Linked DNA regions of Mus musculus: region 1 is linked to region 2. A link is a contact called in public Hi-C data. All regions are on one chromosome and are shown on one strand. The core of a region is the stretch at or near the end of the contact, and the rest is flanking DNA. Distances in the headings are between cores, read along the strand shown.

Region 1 (7,050 bases), core at 4,226-6,725, 350 kb after region 2:
TGCACAACTTCCTCCTCTTTGGGAGCTACAGGCTTCAAGCATTAGGTCACATTTGTAACCCAGTTTTGAGCAGAAACACACTCTAGACACACCCTATGCCTGCCTAAGCCAGTGTCACATGGTTATCCTTGACTGTGGCTTTTGTCATTTCCTCCCATTTAATGATAACACACAATGAAACTAAATAAAGGGACAGACTTCTTACTACAGGAACTCGGGGATTTACAGAGTGCTTCTGAGGGGAATTTGGTCTCAGAAATGGTACTGGTTTAGGCTGATCTCTCTGAAGCAGTCTGCCTATGTGTCTCCTTGGCTGGCCCTTCTGAATGTGAGGCTACAGCCAAATGGCTCTGAGGCTGCACTCCAGGATCCATGTTACCACACCAGAAGCATCTTTGAGATTTGGTTTTACTTCTTCGTTCAAATTCTGCTCAAAATTAAACTGCCTTGGAGGATAGTGTTTAAAATTTTTTGATTTATATTTAGCTACACAAAATGAGCTCCCTTTAAAAAATGAAAAACTAATTGCTATATTTGCTTAAACCTAGAAGTGCCCTGGTTATAGATCAACTCTGAAGTTATTTTAAACATGTTACTGCAATGCTAAATTTCAAACGCTTTTTCAGGATTTTGTGCATATGTTCAGTTGGGATGCTCAGAATTCCTGGCTGATGGGAATTTAACCAGTGCCTGCCTGTTCTTCCTAACCCACATACATAACATACATAACATACATGTTCTGGACTCATTTGTCTAAGAAGTGAGAGTCTTCCATTTTTAAGCACTCATAATTTAAAGAAAGTCTAGATGTTAGCCTTTACAATAATAACAAATAGAGCAATAATCTTTAAAACCACCCATAGATGTAAAATATTTTGTATGTATGTATGTGTGTGCATATATATATATTCTACAAAATATGCCTTCTTTCTGTTCTCAAATCATTAGTCTACTAAGGCTGCATGCAAGGACTAAAGTGACATAACAGCCTCTGGAGAGCACCACCATTCATCTTGGGCATCGGCATTTCCTTAAGATGAGTTCTGTCATAGTAGGCATATGGATATAATTGTGTTGTCCATTTCTTCTTGTCTGGCAGTAATACAACCAAAGCAAATATAAAGACTTGAGGGTTTAAGAATCACAATCAGATGAGTGGAAAGGAATTGAAGAGAGACAACACAAAGCAACAGACTCCTAGGCGACAAGATATACCTGTATGGCAGTTGTCCTCCATTCTGGAGCCTTCATTGTGTCATTTGTGATAAGCATGGCATGGACCAAGTGTAATCAGAGGTATCTGATTTTCATCCCCAAACTGCCTGTTCTAATTGTATCTGTCCCATTCTCACCACATCTGTGTGTTTCCATATATTTTAGATACAAAATATAACAGATTAAAGTTTGCCAGTGCAGGCACAATGTTACCCAAACACCATGTTCTCACTGGCTCTGGTTCCCATTCTAATCCACACCCTTGGCATGTTTGCCATTTGCTGTATTGATTTTTCAGCTTGTGTTCTTTGCTCAAGTCTCTGAAAGACATCATAAATGTAATCACTGTCATGAAGAGGAAAATGAAACACTGCAGACCTTGTGATTGGTGCATTGCATGTTTTTGTCACAGCATCTCAAATACACGTGAGATTCACTGATTCCCTATCAGTGGCTCCCTTTTGCCCCTCTAGTTTGCTGACATGTGATTTTCCAAGTCATTTTTAGAAATCTGAAACCTGTTAGAGATTGCAGATGCTAGGCTCTGCATGGCTGCTATCGTTTTGGCAGAGTCTGCTCTTTCAAGACAACAAAGGCAACACATAAAAATCTGCCTTCTCTGACTCTGTCCTTAAAGTCTCTGTGGATGCAGGACACTTAAAACACTTCTAGACATCCAGGTCTAGACTGGACCTTTTCTTCCTTTTTACTCAACAGAGTACAAGGGCTTTTGCCTTGGAACTCACAAGCTTATTCCCATTACCAGCTTCTACTATGAATATAGTTTTGTCACCAGTTCAATATATGTGACTCTTTTTAAATAATACTAATTATGTAGATGTCAGAGCTGGCAGTAGGAAAACCAGTTCTTGCCTGTCTACTTTGAACCCCAGCTCTGGCTAAGTCCCTTAGTCTTCATGTAACTTAACTCAACTTGTAACAAGAAGAAAAGGAAGGAGGAAAAGAAAGGAAAAGAGAAAATAAACTACAAAAGAAGTGCAGCTACATATGCAAAGAGATGAAAAGAAGTCGTCAGACTTGAGGCTGAGGGAAATGGAGACCTTCGAGTCCTTCAAGCTCGGGTATGATTTTAATGGAGAAAAATGGAAGAGACAGAAGTGGGGCAGGGATATTAAAACCAAATGTGGAACAAGAAGAGTCAGAAATGCTGAGGAGCAGCCAGAAGTTCTGTGTTTCAGATGTACAGCAAGTCCCGCCTAAGAGATGGAGTCACAAAGGTAGCCTGTGGTACAGCCTGAAAGGATGGAATGAAGAGAGAGATCCGTACTCTACCAGAGAGCAATGAAGAGGGGAAGTGATGTTTAAAGGAACAGAGTAACTCCCAGACAGACAGATGAAATCAGCAGATATATTCAAGGAGAAGATGAATGGGAAGAAAGCACAGCATGTATGCAAGGAACATTCGTTTACCTATTATCTACTTTTGTGGAAATGAGTGAGAATTTGGGGGGTGGGGTTGTTGTTTGTCTGATAGTCTCGGAACCACCTCTTTTTGTGCCTCAAACACTGTTTCAAACAATTCTATTTTCTATCAAGAGAAAGTACAATGTCCTTCAAACACAATGCCATGGCTCTCTGAGCCTCTGTTTTAAAGCAGCTTGGCTTTTCTTGCCCCTTGGCTCCTAACATGATTTGTCACATGCTCTTACACAATCATTTAAAATACTGAATTACCCATAGTGTTTCCTGAAAATAATGGATTTCAGTGACTTTCAAATATTAGTGCCCCGTTGTTACTAGTGCAAGTCCCAGCCAGAACTGTGGGAAAATGTAGATTCTGGTCAAGTAGGTTATCATGGTGGTGCATACAGGTGGGCTGTGCTGAGAAGGCAGAGCTGGAAGACCAAGGCTTATTGTTATTTTCAGTCTTCCATTTGTAATCTCATGATTATGCATAGAACAATCCTCTCTTGAATGCCTTAGTCCATGATCATTACATTTCTAGAATATGATTCATTTCAACCACTTTCACACCAACATAGCAGAAGAGCTGGTGAAGGGCATGGACAGAGATTTTAAAAAAAGTTGTCCATTCAAGCAAAAAGATCTATATCCTTCATCTACCAAATCGAAAGACAGATTTGAGAGAATTCTACATTTGAATAGAAAACTGAAACAGGAGAGATATCATTTGGAAGGGATGCAGGCATTATGAGACAGTTGCCCTCGAGTCTTCAGTTGTTTCAAAAGTGGTAATCCTCAAGTTCTAGACAAGCCTCTAGACTGATTTAAGGGCCACCTTGGGTTTTAGCAATGGGAACATATAATATAAAAGACAGTGGCTACCGTTCCTGGCCCAGCACCAGGATCAGAATACTGGTGAACAAAGGTCGTGTGACTCCTACATGCTTGGTGATGGATCAGCAGCAAGATTTCATCCTATGTATTCTGTGAGTGGGAGTTACTTTTTTATTGCCCTGATAAGATACCACAACCAAAGCAACTTGTAGAAGATAAAGTTTATTGAAGGTCACAATCTCAGAGGATGATGAGTTCATAACCATCATGGCAGGAAGCATAGCAACAGACAGGCAGGCTTCACACTAAAGCAGTGCCTGAAAGCTTACATGTTGAGACAATAATCAATCATGAGGCAGAGAGAGAGAGAGAGAGAGAAAGAGAGAGAGAGAGAGAGAGAGAGAGAGAGAGAGAGAGAGAGAGAGAGAGAGAGAGAGAGAGAACTAGGGGTGGTGTGAGCTTTTAAAACCTCAAACACAGCCCTAGGGACACACTTCCTTCAACAAGTCCACACCTCTTAAACTTTCCCAAAGAGTTTGACCAACTGGAGACCAAAACATATGAACCTTTAAGGACTATCCTCATTCAAACCATCGCAGCACAGACGAGCTTATCGTCATCATGCTTGTATAGTCTCAGGAAAGAATTACTGACAAGCAGAAATCATATCTTTTCCAAATAACCACACAGGAAGAAGATCCTCAGAGAATCATCACATTGTCCTGTGCTAGCACGGAGGATCACACAGTCCCCTGAAGAGAACCAAGAACATAAGCTAGTGTTGGAGCATAATCACCAACAGCACGAATAGACTTAAGCTTAAGACTCAAAAGACAAAAGAATTGAGGAAGATGCTCTAAAACATCAGATACCTGAAGAATGAGACAGGGTTGGAAACCCTGCTTGCCAAGTCTGTCAGTAGTGCTTTGAGATAATTTAGAAACAATCAATAGAAACTACAGATCACACAGATGTGGGTGGAAATGCAGAGAAGACAAGACCAGTGTTCTGATCCTGAGGACCCAACCACCTGGAGAACCATCAGAGAGATTTGAACTCTCTTCATTCCCTGCATTTTAGGCTGTACTACCCCTGAGAGCTTTCAATAAAATAAAAAGACAGATATGACTCAGGCAAATTATTTAACCTCTTTATGTCTCGGATTTTAGCTGAAGAATGGGAATAATAAAGCTTTCCAGGTTTATTAAGGGCACCGCGTTATTATTTATAAGTCACTTGGAGCACTGCCTTGTACAGAATAAGTGCTACTTAGGCGACTGTTAAAAATATGATGTCTGAATTTTCCAGAGTTTTCTATGTGTATAGAAAAATTCAAGCTAGAAGTCTCAATAGTTTCACAGACCACCAGAGTATTGGAGCCTCTCTGTGCAACTACCATATTTTTAAGAAACTCCTATTCTCTTTACCTTGAGAACGGGGCAGAGAGAAATGTAATTTATTCTACCTCAAATATTAGTCCTTCTTTCTGTCTCGTGCATTTGAACTCTTAGTTGAGATCATGCTCAAATGCAAAGTGCCTCTTATTCAAAGGCCCTTTGCCATTACAACCCAAACCTAGCTATCTGATGTGCTGTTTACGGCTGGCTGTAATGGAACACATTGAGATAAGATTTCTTTTCCAGTCTCTCCCATGATCTCAGTTCCACTCTTTCCCACAAAGCACACATATACAGATGACTGTCTGCCCTTGTTACACTGGAAGTTCCTTGTGGTCTTAGATTGTGTCATTTTCAAAGTTCTGTCCCTCAAAAGTGAGTAGCACAGAGTTGATACAAATTGTATACTGATTATGGCTTTGTTAAGCAAACCTATTCAGAAAAAAAGTTGAGAAATGACAAACCTCTTTAAGTAAATGAATAACTAGTCTCCTTGTAAAAACCAGAAATGGTCTGGCGAGGCTATCTGGCTGTGCCCTCCATCTGGGGTAGTGTTTGAATCACCTGTTTTATCAGAAGACTAAACTTTTAACCTCAGCCCTACACTACAGGCTATCTAGGGACATAAATGGAGCCATGTGTCCTTGCCACCCTAACAAACAACAGGCTTGTTCTTTCAACTGCTTGAAACTCTTGAAGTTTCACATGACTACAGACTCTTAGAAGTTTTAAGGATTTTTCCACACCCTCCCGTCAGTCTTCTTTCAAAATAAGTCACAGCCAGCTGCAGTTAGTACCATGTATAATTGAAACATTTAACTTTGTTTTCTAGTAACAGGAAACCTGAGCTGGAAATCCCTAAGGAACATCTATAATATCAGATGTAGTTAAAGCAGAAAAGGGCTCAGATACCAGCCGGTAGGAGGAAGACCCATAAAAACAAACGTAAAGAAAGGGGCCAGTGTGCCCCTTCACCTTAGCACAGGACATTGAAAAAACAGCTGCAGATGAGGTCAGGCAGTGGGTACTACCCAGGGCGATTTCATCTGGGGTGAAAGTGATGACTTTTGTTTTGTTGCCTTTTTGTAGTTCCTATCTTGTTCTCTCTGTGTCCTCCCACATTGCCCTGGTTTGTTTGTTTGGAGCTGTTACTTTGTCTCTGGCTCCTCTTGGTGTTTTGTAACTACTGATGACTGCTCACACCCTTTTTGCTTCCAGATCTCCCTGCCCCTTGGGAGACGCCATCAGACTCTGGCTTCACCAACAACTGTACTTTCAAAAGGATTAGCCAGATACCCTCACCTAGACTCTTCTGTTCCATTTGGGGTTTGGTTTTGTTTAGAGTTTTGTTGTTGCTGTTATTTTTACAAGGAAACTACTCATTTTAACACCTGGAAGATGAGCTTAACAACCTGAGTTCAATACTAGTAACCTATGATTTAATGAAAACAAACTCCTCAAAGTTGCCCTCAACCTCATCCCCATGCACTCAAGCCCTCCCACCCCACCCCACTCCCCCCCCCCACACACACACCATGTAAAAAACACATCATAAAAAGGAAACCTTAAAATCACATTTCCAACCATAAAATTGCCTTCCGAGTGTAGATTTTTCAGTCTATTGAGTACTGTCTAAAGTTTTCATCTTGAAGATGCAAGGAAATATCTTTACCTCCTATCATTGAGAAGTCTCTTGGTTCATCCTGGCCCTTCTTTTTCCTCATCTCTTACCGCCCTTCCTCTTGCATCTACTCTGTCACTCAAAGCAAACTTGCAAACATCCATCCTTCTATCCCACATCCCTCTGTACTTGCTGCACTTTCTGCCTCAATGCCTCCACTGTCATCGTTGTCTAATCCACGCCCAGCTACCTCCCTGCACAGTTCAGAGTTCATCTCCTCCATGGTATCTCAGCCTTCCAAATCTGTTGGTACTTCTTTCCTATCTCAATCGTTGTCTGTGATCACTTGTGTGAGGTGGCCAGTTTTCTCCATTATGAATACTATTTTAACTTTATATTTAAGAGGTATGGGGAGGGAACATGTTAGGAATGTGTAATCCTCCTGACATAAAAATTTCCCCTTTTACTGCCTATTGATGATATATGATGCCATCATTTCTATATTTTAACAGTGTTTAACTATTGAGAACTTTCCCTTTGCTCTTGCTGATATATTAC
Region 2 (7,489 bases), core at 2,560-5,059:
AGACAGAGCTAAATACAAGATCAATGAGAAAAGACCTTTGACTCCAATGCTGGTGATGTGCAGATCTGGGGGGTGAGGGGGGAGGGGATCAAATGGAAGCCATGGTAATTACAAAGTGTGCAGGGCAAGTTAGTATGTAGCCAGTGGCAAGCATACAACCCGGGAAGCTGAGATGGAAAGCCATCTATACAGACGTATGTGTATGTAGTTCCAACAGTTCTTCCATGAAAATTGCCAGCCAACCTCTTTTATCTTTTTATATTAGTACATATTAATTATACATAAATGAGTTTCATGACAATTTCATTCAAGTCTGCAATGTATTTTCAATCATGTTCACTTCTCTTTATCTTCTCTTGTCCCTGTCTCTTTCCTGTTAGTCCCATCTAGACCCCTCTGGTCTCATGCATCTTTTTTTTTCCCCTGTTACTTTTAAAGCTTCTCATTTCATGTTATAGTGAGAAAAATAAAGGGATATTTTTGAAAGTGGGCAAGAACCCAGGATGTTGACTTGAATTTGTTCTTTCCCCCATATTATGTTCTGAATTTTTTGTTCTTTTTCCCAAGTCAAGTAAATCAGCGCCACAAATGGGAGCTGCAACAAACCTACTGTCCAAATGTAGGTGGCAGCCCAATGATGCAAGCCCTCCAGCTTCTGAGGTGGCAATTACTGAGTGCAAAGGGCTCTGCACATCCTAATAATTCCTCACCACAAAGTTGCATGTATTTCTTTGCGAAAAGGTCTCATTAATCAGCACCTTTAACTCTCTTGATATGTGTGTGTATATGTATGTGTATATACATACATATACATGTATTTTCGTGAGTACTTATATATATGTATCAAGATTATATACATATAATATAGATACATTCATATATGTATATATATGTTTATATATGTATATATGTGTGTGTATAATATAGATACATTCATATATGTATTTGCAAGTCCATCTATTCCTAAAATCCTAACCCATTAACTCACTACCCCAAAGTTGCCATTACATTTAAATTTCATGTGAATGTGCATGACTAAAGATATTTCAACATAGTTATTAGGTAGCATGCCTTTAACTTGTTTAAAAACTCCAATATTTAATTACCCATACATGTTTCTTAGAAGTGTAGATTGGAAGAAGCAGGGCATTTGTGTCAAGCTGACCAGTGCTATAGCCCTGGTGTGGCGTGTAAATGAACCACTCTGATTTCGAAATCTTTATTTTAAAGAGGTACTGTAAAAATTAAAGATCATACAGAGAAAGTGTCTAGCTATAGGTTCTGGCACTTTAGTATATACAATTATTTTTATTTTTATTTATTTGATGATGTATGAACATGCATGGGTGTGTGCATGCATGGGTGTGTGCATGCATGGGTAGGTGCATGTATAAGATAGGTGTGTGCATGAGTATGTATGCCTCCTCACCTGTGTGTGTATTTTCATGTGTTGTTGGGGTGTGTGCATATGCAAATGAATAAATCTATGTTTGTAGACCTCAGGTCAATCTTGGCTTAAGCCAGTGAACCCAGGAGAGGGGCCCTTCCAGCTTCCCTAGTAGTAGGATTACAAACACATGCTGCCATGCTACATTTTTCAACATGGATGAGAGCTTGAGTTCACTGACTGAAGGATCTTTACAACCTCTAAATAGAATTGTTTTTATAAGTTCAAAATTGCATTTCCCATTAGCTCCATGTCAGAGGAAAGATACAGAGAGCTCACTGTATAGAGTTCTACTCTAGTTCCTCAGCCTGCACGTATATCTTCAGCTGTTCCACTCACAGTGACCCTGCAAATCTTAGAATTCCCTTCTTTAAAAAGGTCTCAAACTGAGTGAAAAAGAGAGATGATTTTTCAATATGGGTACTTTATCCCTAGCAGACTAGAAAAGATACAGTGTCAACATTTGCTAACATTGCCAATATTTTGGAAAAAACATGCTAAGTGTTAATTATGAACAGTTAGAGTACATCTTGATGTACATGTTATAAATTCAGAGAGGGACAAAGTGCACAGGAGAAAGAAAACCGTATGTTGGCAAACTCGGAAACATGGAAACGTTACTCTTTCATGGTTTTCCATGCATTTGAATCTTTGGACAGTTACTCAATTACAGCTTGTTAACTGTAAGCTTCAAAGCAACTCTGCAGCTCAGGTCACCTTAGTCAGGCAATCAGCCAGTCAATGATGTATGAATTCCCAAGAAAGGAAAGGCTCTGAGCTAGAGGCCCATTTTTATTTTCCTCAGTAAGATGCTTGATGCTGAGAGCCTGTCATTCCATCAGGAGGCCCTGCTAATGGCCTTTCCTTTTGAATCCTCTGTTGCTAGAGCTCTGAAGAGGCTTGAGTTGAGTCCCTCCCGTCTGCCAACCAACATCACAGCTCTTCCTGCCTGCACCAGATGAAACCCTTTTAGTCCGGAAGCTTTCCCAGATTAATACCAGACCTTAATCTCATACCACTCCTGGCCCACTGCTTCTCAACTTTATTTTATAAATATGTGTATTGTTTGGGCTGAACTGAACCAAATTGTATTCTCCCCAAATTTGAGGATAGCACTCAATTATAAGATCATAGGGTATTCAAGATCAAAGGGTTTTTTTGAGGTTTAGCTAAATCACCTCATTTTTCAGATTAAGATAAATCAAAACACAAACTCTGTAAAGGAAAAATATCCTCATAGTGTAGATGGCAGTAGAATCTGAGACAGGAAAGAAAACCCGGGGCTAGCATCTGGTTCTGCAAACAGCTAGCTGTGTGGACTCCAGCTGCTCACTTGCCCTCTCTGTGTCTTGGTTTAAATTAGTCTGCAAATTGCAACATTGCAGGCATTCCGCAGAATGAATATAAAAGGCTTGGTAAATTTAAATAAATGCTGCCTGCTATAAAGTCACACCTGACAAAATGCAGACCAGAACCAGAACTCCAAATGCTTGAAGTCAGTGTCTCTTCTTTCACCGCGGATGATTGGGAAGTTACTTAAACTTCTGCATATCTTTAGCATATCCCCAAGTGTGCCAACCCTCTGAGAACAGCCTAAGCATCCTTCAGGGGTGGCTGCCTCCCAGACAGATTAGAATTCTTTTGAGACAGGTATGTAAGAGGGATTTTGTTATTGTTTCATGCCTCAGGAAAAGATTCCATCACTAAAGCTGCAATAAAAATGTTACTTCTATTAAGGGGAAATGATTAACACTCCTTAAGTTAGGCAATAGTTTCCCACCCATTTCTAAATCTGGCCTCACAGGAACTAAGCCACACAGATGGGAAACCAGAAACCAAAATGGGGAAAAAAAAAGAAAAAAAAAAAAAAAAAAAGAAAAGAAAAGAAAAGAAAAGAAAAGAAAAGAAAAAAGAAAAAAAGAAAAAAGAGAAGCAAGAAAAAAGGAAAAAGGAAAGAAATAGAAATAATTGGACATGGTGAATATATGTGGTTGAAATTCTTCATCTGGTTTGTCTCAGCTGGTTGTGGAAGTTATGCAGATTTGAATACAGTTGAAAATCCAAGCAAAATATTATGAATCTGAAGCCAGCAGTATCAAGCTTGAGGAAAACTGAACCAAGGCAAACTCAAGTGTCAGGTATTACATGTCTTTTCTGAGAGTGAAATTCTAGCAGGAAGGTGCATTCAACTTGCAAGAAAGGACTATGCCCTTCTAACTAATTATCACCTTTGTGTTTACATTTCATGAGTCAGTGAGCTGGAATGATTAAAGCACATGTTTAGAGACTCAGACAGGAAGGAGTGAGCCAATGCTGCCAGAGGATGCTAAATGTGCCCATCCTGGCTGCCCCTGTGGAATCCAGTCTTCTCCTGGATTCAAGGTTTTGCTTACACAGCCTGCCAATGGGCCCACCACAGATGTGTGGTGGTTACTTGAAGAGAGTGGTTCCACATGGAAAGTAAATCAGCATATATGAATGACTCACAACATCATTCTCAGCACAGAATCTTTGCCATGCAGGTCAAGGTATCCATGGTGTCTTGTTTGAGACCATAGTAAAAAGACAATTCTCATCAGAACAATATATGAGATAGGACACATGATTTATCTTGCCTGAGTAATGAATAAAAGGAAATGATAGTGGGTGAGATTGAGCAGAATAAAGAAGAATTTTCTATAAGCTTAGGATGAAAAATGAAAACATGCTTGTGTTATGAAGCCTAACCCTACGGAATCTCAGAGGCTGAATCAACAAACAAGTACTTTTAATTTGAATTTTAATAAAGAAGTGATTAACTTGTTAATAATCCACTAGCAAGGGTAGAACATGATGGGATATGACCATAATCTCAGCAGTGCAGAGGGCTGGGAGTTCAAATCCAGCCTCAGTGACCTATTAAGTTCAAGGCCAGCCTGGGCATCATGTAGACCAGGTCTCAAGCAACCAAACATAACCCACACAAATAACTTACAGTCCCATTGCAACTATACTGTCACAGACTATATTTTGAAATCATCTACATGGTGGAGGCTGAGGAGGTGACTTGGCAGTTAAGAACATTGCTAGCTGAGTTTAGTTTTCAGTATCTACATGGTAGCTCACAACTACCCATAACTCCAGTTCCAAGGGTTCTGATGTTCTCTTCTGTACTCTACATGCACTGTACATAAGCACAAGCAGACAATAATCCCCACAGACAAAATAAAATTAATAAAAGATTTATTCACTAGCTTCTATGTGGCTATAAAACCATGGCTTCTCAGACTCATGAAGACCACTGAGCCTCTTCTCAATATGTAAATGAGGAAGATACGAACTAAGAATTTTAATTGTAATATATATTTATAATGAATATTTATAATTCATAGCATGAAACTTCTTCATATATAAAAAATTATTTTAAAGATTTGCCTTAACTATGAAACTATGAATAAACCATCACATAGATGACTTAAAGTTCTGGGGTCTAATTTAAAGATGTAAATATTCATTTAGAAGATATTTATTCCTTTATGGACATAGTTTTAAGTCTCCTGAATACCTGTCCCTGGGTAATCCTGGATCATTTATATGGAGTGACATAAACAGCAGGTTTTAACATCAAATTTCAGGGGAGAGAAAGGAATAAATAAATAGGGGGAGAAGGTGCTAATATGGGTGTTTAACAGAAAGGCCTTGGGGACAGAGGCCTTGGGCAACAGTGGTACTTTGGTGTTAGTTTCTTTTCCTTCCTGAGACAGGAAGAATGCAGAAATGGAAATGTCTGCACAATGAGCATAGAAGCATTTTCATTTCTTGAGGTAAACAGACAAAACCCACAGGTAAAGTTTCCAAGGTAGTTAAAATTCATAGATAATTAAATGTTGCTTTTGGTTCCATCAGTGTTGCTCAGAGCAGGACTGGGGGTGACAGTCACTGCTTGAATGCAGGAGCCCTTCGTTCATGCTCAGGGGCAAGCAGAATATAGTCTTGAGGGTGCCATAGACTGTAAGTCCAAGCTGGGATGGACACCAGCTCTATTCAGCATACATGTTCAGGCAGTACATGTTCAAAGTTGTTTTTATTCAGACTAGTTATTGGTCTCCATTATGAAAATTGTTAGTGACAGAGAAGCAATTATTGTCACGGGTACCACAGTGACTACCATGGAAAATGGAAGACTGCCTCAGCTATTATCAAATTACTTAGCTAAACAGTTATGGTCTTGAAACAGAGAGTAGACTCACAGTTTTCTATACCATATTATAGTGAATAGCACTTAATCTCTTCTCAGAACATATTCATCACCATCACCTGTGTGTGTGTGTCTGTGTGTCTGCCTGTCTGTCTGTGGATACCAAAGGTTGATTGATGTAAGCAATCTTCCTCCCCACTTTACTTTTTGGGATAGGATCTCTGACAGAACTCAGTGCTTGCTGACTTTACTAGACTGCCTAGTTACCCAGCCTAAGCCACAGGATCTCCCTATCTTCACATCTCCAATTCTGGGATTGCAGGCATGCATCAGCTTACCCAGGTCTTTTACATGGGTGCTGGGTGTTCTCATCCTTGCATAGCAAGCACTATGTTGACACAGCCATCTCCTCTGTCTCATGTTGGCATTTCTTATTTCTTTTTTTTTTAATTATGTTAAGACTTTAATTTTTCTATATATAATCTGTACAGCATCTATCGTCTTAATCCTTTTGTGATTTTCTTTTTTTTCTTCCATTTTTTATTAGGTATTTAGCTCATTTACATTTCCAATGCTATACCAAAAGTCCCCCATACCCACCCACCCCCAATCCCCTACCCACCCACTCCCCCTTTTTGGCCCTGGCGTTCCCCTGTACTGGGGCATATAAAGTTTGCTTGTCCAATGGGCCTCTCTTTCCAGTGATGGCCGACTAGGCCATCTTTTGACACATATGCAGCTAGAGTCAAGAGCTCCGGGGTACTGGTTAGTTCATAATGTTGTTCCGCCTATAGGGTTGCAGATCCCTTTAGCTCCTTGGCTACTTTCTCTAGCTCCTCCATTGGGAGCCCTGTGATCCATCCATTAGCTAACTGTGAGCATCCACTTCTGTGTTTGCTAGGCCCCAGCATAGTCTCACAAGAGACAGCTACATCTGGGTCCTTTCGATAAAATCTTGCTAGTGTATGTAATGGTGTCAGCGTTTGGATACTGATTATGGGGTGGATCCCTGGATATGGCAGTCTCTACATGGACCATCATTTCATCTCAGCTCCAAACTTTGTCTCTGTAACTCCTTCCAAGGGTGTTTTGTTCCCACTTCTAAGGAGGGGCATAGTGTCCACACTTCAGTCTTCATTTTTCTTGAGTTTCATGTGTTTAGGAAATTGTATCTTATATCTTGGGTATCCTAGGTTTTGGGCTAATATCCACTTATCAGTGAGTACATATTTCTTATTTCTTAATGTTCACTTCAAGATGGTAATCTGCAATGGTGTCAGCGTTTGGAAGCTGATTATGGGGTGGATCCCCCAGTATGGCAGTCTCTAGATGGTCCATTCTTTCGTCTCAGCTCCAAACTGTCTCTGTAACTCCTTCCATCGGTGTTTTGTTCCCAATTCTAAGAAGGGACAAAGTGTCCACACTTTGGTCTTCGTTCTTCTTGAGTTTCATGTGTTTTGCAAATTGTATCTTGTATCTTGGGTATTCTAAGTTTCTGGGCTAATATCCACTTATCAGAGTACATATCATGTGAGTTCTTTTGTGTTTGGGTTACCTCACTCAGGATGATGCCCTCCAGGTCCATCCATTTGCCTAGGAATTTCATAAATTCATTGTTTTTAATAGCTTCATAGTATTCCATTGTGTAAATGTACCACATTTTCTGTATCCATTCCTCTGTTGCATACACCAGCAAGATTTTGCTGAAAGGACTCTGATATAGCTGTCTCTTGTGAGGCTATGCCAGTGTCTGGCAAATACAGAAGTGGATGCTCACAGTCAGCTATTGGATGGAACACAGGGCCCCCAATGGAGGAGCTAGAGAAAGTACCCAAGGAGCTGGAGGGATCTGCAACCCTATAGGT

Evidence for each region. Hi-C and Micro-C count contacts between places; a contact is called where the count stands out from the background.
Region 1: a Hi-C map of nephron progenitors shows a contact between it and region 2, with 2.1 times the contacts expected there. The contact joins two enhancer-like sites. A contact is called at or near these places in 2 of 484 Hi-C or Micro-C datasets (both in nephron progenitors).

What each region holds. Positions count from the first base shown.
Region 1 is chr13:90,516,031-90,523,080 of GRCm38.p6, forward strand. The region is part of intron 1 of Gm35111 (a long non-coding RNA gene); the gene reads right to left. Among named protein-coding and RNA genes, the nearest start is that of Gm35111, 30 kb to the right of the region's middle. Within about 2 kb of position 5,476, at least 29 of the 459 cell types and tissues checked have an H3K27ac peak or open chromatin away from gene starts, as enhancers often do. A contact at or near this core is called in nephron progenitors, where this site is marked.
Region 2 is chr13:90,167,847-90,175,335 of GRCm38.p6, forward strand. No RefSeq gene overlaps it. Among named protein-coding and RNA genes, the nearest start is that of Gm41013, 8.6 kb to the left of the region's middle. Within about 2 kb of position 3,810, at least 15 of the 459 cell types and tissues checked have an H3K27ac peak or open chromatin away from gene starts, as enhancers often do. A contact at or near this core is called in nephron progenitors, where this site is marked.